2 separate regions of the Lactuca sativa genome follow, and region 1 is linked to region 2. Evidence: chromatin contacts called from public Hi-C data. All regions are on one chromosome and are shown on one strand. Each heading gives the region's core, a stretch centred on a gene start, on an enhancer-like site or on the middle of the called end of the contact. The rest is flanking DNA. Distances are from core to core; before and after follow the strand shown.

What was found. A called contact is a pair of places that touch in the nucleus more often than the background predicts.
Region 1: a contact with region 2 is called in a Hi-C map of leaf, with 9 times the contacts expected there. The contact joins the promoter of LOC111914266 here to the promoter of LOC111914267 in region 2. A contact is called at or near these places in 2 of 4 Hi-C or Micro-C datasets (both in leaf).

Annotation. Positions count from the first base shown.
Region 1 is chr8:40,636,385-40,639,084 of Lsat_Salinas_v11, forward strand. LOC111914266 (putative HVA22-like protein g) reads right to left here and starts at 1,425. Exons shown (of 6, transcript XM_023910042.3): 1 at 1,200-1,425; 2 at 286-326; 3 at 91-189. The coding sequence starts at 317.
Region 2 is chr8:40,408,086-40,410,785 of Lsat_Salinas_v11, forward strand. LOC111914267 reads right to left here and starts at 1,386. Exons shown (of 3, transcript XM_052766193.1): 1 at 719-1,386; 2 at 230-330. The coding sequence starts at 1,251.

The sequences.
Region 1 (2,700 bases), core at 175-2,674, 230 kb after region 2:
TATATATATATATATATATATATATATATATTATTACATGATGTGAGGGGCATATTGGTAATAATAATGATAATGATAATAAATAAATACCAGTATTGGCACCAAAAGCGGAGTTGATCGATGTCAGGTTTATTCTTTTCAACTGATTTGAAGCATTCGTAGGCTGGATATGCATAGCCAAACACCATTCTGTGTTTAATTGGAGTAGTTTTTGTCATTAGGGAAACTGAAAGTGAATTGAAATTTTGTGACAATTGAAGAATGAAAAAGTTTTGATTAACTTACACAAGTCCTCTAGTAAGAAAAGATCCAATCATCTTGTAAGCCTGTTAGAAACAATGAACACAATGTTCAAATAATTGCATTTACCATTTCCCACAAATCACATTATGTATGAAACTATGAATATGATAGAAGAAATATAAAGGAGAAACATGGAAATGGTGAATTAGAATCAGTCACCAACTATGAGAAGAGAACAGAAACATGTGCAAGTTTCTTCATATCTACTCTATTGTAATGTATTCATAATTAGAAATTCAAATACTGAAGCTTAAACTAGGAAAAAGGGCATATATCCTACTGAAAGTGACACACTGACAAAGCTCATGTATTTTGTTATCTAAGCATACAAATTGCTAATTTCTGTGAATGTTAACAAAAGCCACAAACACAGAAAAGTGAATTGGAAGCTTTCTTCATCTTACCTATATCAATCAAATGTAAAAACCACAAGCATAATTGTGAGAGACTGGAATCACTTTCTGTTCTATACACAATTTAGGAAAATATTTGGAAGACAAGAAGCAGATGCTCACCTCTATGAGAAGCAGCAAGCTTATATTAATAACAATAAAGATGCTCTGCAACCTAATTCAAGCAATCATAGATTCGTAGGTGCCACATTTAGGAGATGATAATATTCAAAATTGAACTTGAATTGCGAAACTACATCTCTAGGTAAAAGTATAAGCATCGAGAACTCTTAACAAAAACAACAGAAGAGTAACATTGTTTAAAAACCTAGAAATCCGAAATTGATATATCAAGTCGCGATAGAAATTATAGCGATCAACTGAAACTTTGACGACAAAGTATATCACGAATAGCACCATACAGTGAAACAATGATTAAGAACCTTCAAAAGACGTAATGTACGAACAAACGAATGAAAATTTACCGAGAGTTTTAGTTATTACCTTTAAGTAGATGCAACTGAGGAAGCAAAATAACAAAATGCAGTACTCTGGTAACTGATATCGGTCGAAGTGTTGCTACGGATCTCGAAACTATAGACGTACGAGAAGGACAAAAGAAAGCCCCGCCGCCGTTACGCGACGGCGAACGGTTGCGAGGTTTGATGAAGGAGAGATAAGAACAGTACACGATTTTTGCGTAGTTTGAAATTTATCCCATTTTTCTCCCTCTTTTGGCTCAGTTTTTAAGCAATATATTTTTTGAATATTCTATTTGAAATAATAATAAATGATCTGCTCAACCAATTAAATATTGTATAAATATATTTTTAATATCCATATTAAGTTTTATTTATATATATTTCTTATCTCAAAATTAATATAACAACTTTTTATCAAATATTCCAAAATAATCATTTTTATTTTAGATAATCAATAATAATTATCTAAATTACTATCATTTTGTTGATTCATATTATATTTGATAAAAGAACACTTTGAATATTTGTCTGATAGTAATACATTTCACTTGGACTCGTGATCGAATTGATACAGTAATTAGTATTTTTTTTAAACCATGTATCGTATCAATTATAATTTATATAAAAAAATTGTTATTATTATTGTACCAAATATAATCGATATCAACTTGTTTAGCTAACAATAACTTCGGTTGGTTTATGTTGATAATAGTATATACAAACAAATATATGATTTTATAAATGAAGATTTTTCATGTGTTCTTGAAAATTATGAAATGTGAATAAGGCTTTTATGAATGATAATAGTTTTGTAAATGGCCGCCACTAAAAACTTGATCGAAAATAATTTTATTAATTTCTACAATGAATTTAAATTTTAAAGTAATGAATGAAAACGATACATGTCAATCTGAGTTTAAAAATTAAAATTTCCAGTTTATCTAAAAAAATCATTATATTTTTTTGTATATATATACTTAAATATTCTAATAGAATTTTACATATAATATTCTAGTAGATTATTAAAATATTCTAATAATTCTAGTAGAATAGTAGAATATTATAACAAATCTATTTGAATATTTATAATGAAATATATAATATAATATTATAATATTCTAACAATCTAAAAAAATTCATATAATGTAAAGAAAATGGTAATTTTTTTTAGTTTTCTTTAATAAGCAAGAGAATAAAATAATATTTAAATAAAAGTTTTCGAAAATTTTCATTTATCTTGCATTTTAGAATATATTTTTTAATCTCCAAAATGAGTATATAGAATTGTAACCCTATATCTCACAAAATGTCATTGTCTTGTTTAAACTCAACCATATATATATATATATATATATATATATATATATATATATATATATATATATATATACACTAGCTGTTACCCGCGCAATGTAGCGGGCGCCCATAGGGGTGGGTAGGGAGTTTGTATAGTTCTTTTTTATGGAAAATAATTTATTTTTAGTGAAGGAATCCGCAAATATCTTTACAATAAAGGCGGACAC
Region 2 (2,700 bases), core at 136-2,635:
AAAAAATATAAACGTTGTTATCCTTATGGTAAAAAATATACATATGATATTGTATATAGGTATGTGTCACTCGAACTCATGTACACTCGGTTTTAATGAACTTTTGACACATAATTAGTACTCAACTATCAGTTAGCTTTTCGCAAACATAACCTAAATCCTTTTTTTTTTTCTTTTTTTAATTATGTTAACTAAAATTTTATGATTAAAATGATTATAAAATATATACCGGCATGCTTAATAGCTTGATGATGCTCCAAGCTTTCCATTTTTGGGAAGACTTCTCCACATTCTGAACATACACAAATTGTACTTCTTGGAATTGCTTGTCTGCATGGTCAAAACAAATGTCAAAGTTATTTATACTGTATTAAAAGTATGACATTTTAAGTAAATAGGGTCAATAAGCTACTTCAATGTTAAACACCATCCATCATTTTAATTATCATTTTTTAAAAAAATAAGCACACAAACTTGTTTAGTTTCTGTATTTCTAGAACGAATGAGCTACGGATCTATAGAAAATATTTTACATTTTTCTTTTCTGATATGAGAAAACTAAAACATTAACCTATTCTGATTTGTCTTTTAGTGTTTATATTTTTCGGAGATATTTATTAATATATTGTATAATGAAATTATGAAAATAATAAATAACACATTAATGTCGTAGAAGAAACAAAAATGAAAAATGAAAGAAGAAAGAAGTGAGAGTGACCTTGCAGGATCAACAATGGCATGACATTCATAGCACCCAGAAAGCTTCCTCAATTGCATGCCTCTGGAAGATGACGTGTAACCACCTTGACCATTGGATCTAACTGAACCAGTTACAGACCTAGTAGAAGAAGAAGAAGAAGCACCATTACTAAGGTGTTTCTTCCTTCGGAGTAAGCCGGATTCCTGACCAACGCTGCTACTTTCCGGCGAGTTATCCGCCCTATGAACAACCCTCGTATTCCCATTAGCAACATCCTTGAAACTGCATATGGAGCCACAAGAACTCAACTTCGAGTACCCATTGGTGTTCCTTGATGCGTCTTGTTGGATCTTCTGATCCGACCCGGAAACATCCATCTGTTTGCATTTCAACAGATTCTTGATTTGGTCCCATGATGATGAAGATGATGATGATGATGGTGATGATGAGTGTTGGTGTTTGAGTTTAGGGTTTTGTGGGTGATGTTGTCTTCTACGCTTTGTGGGTTGTACCTTGTGGGTTTCAGAAGGTGTAGGCGTAAGAACCGCCATGAAAGGAGGAGGCGGGTACTAGAGTTGTTGCAGGAAAACGTTCATGGAAGAAAGAGAGATGCTTTTGAAAGGCGTTTTGCTTCTTTTAATGAGGAGTGGATCTGAGGTAAATTTGAGGAGGGAAAAAGGGTTGGTGAAATTTATTATTTTAGCCCTCTTTATTTTAGTATTTTATTTATTTTCCAAAATTACTTTTCCATTATTTTAGTTTCAATGTTTTAAGGGTTTATGGAAATAATTGTTTTTTGGAACGATTAGAAGTTATTATTAAACTAGTAAAGTGTTTGAAAAAAAAATACATCATCGAAAAAGAAATAGACAAAGACAACACTAAGTATTCTGATTTAGGCTAAACTATTTGCCATGATGACTAATCCAAACGTAAAGATTAGCTAAAACTCATCTACAATTAGTAGTCATGAAACTCCGACCTATGAACATATTGTCATTTATAGCCTTCCAAACTAACCAAATTATGAAATAATATTAATCTTCTACGTTTAAGAAAATAGTTCCATAGGCGCCAAAGTATCAAATATTATATCGTCAACATGATGATTAAGAAATGAAGAAGGAACGCATCAATCGGAAATTGAAACTCGGACTAAGGAAGGAGCTACCAAAAAGGGAGAAATGACATCAAATGGGAAATTAAATCTTACATATCGCTATATGGAAGTAAGGGTACACCCCCTTCGAAGGTTGTCTATCACAAAAGTTCTAACGGAAAGAAATAAATGATTTTTGTATTTAAGGGTTGAATCATGCTCAAAGTTCTCAAATCTCGGTTTCATTCCGGTAAGAGGAATTCGATGTTATGATTTGTTTGTTTTACATCTCAATTTTGATTAGATAATCCATGGTTAATAATAGTTTCTAGATTATCTTATTATCTAGATGAATTTGAATGTGTAATTTTGTTCTACAACAACATTTTTTTTTAATATTTTGTTTAGGATTAAAATGTCTAATGACTTATCATATAAGTTCATGTTTTAACCACCATTCACAAACTTACTTACCAGTCCTTTCATATTATTATATTATGACACAACTAGACGTATAATTACGCATTGCGCAGTATAAAATTATATGGCTAAATGAATATATTTTGTCAATAATTTTGTTAATTCTCTTAACAGTATATTCATAAGCATTTGAAATGACTATGTCTTTGTATTTTTTTTCCTTAAGAAACTTTTATATATATATATATATATATATATATATATATATATATATATATATATATATATATATATATATATATATATATATATATATATATATATATAAAGAATTCTTTGGATAGATATATAGAAATTGACCACTACATCAAGAATTTGTTATTATACTTCTGTTGCACACGATATAAACAATATATATATATATATATATATATATATATATATATATATATATATATATATATATATATATATATATATA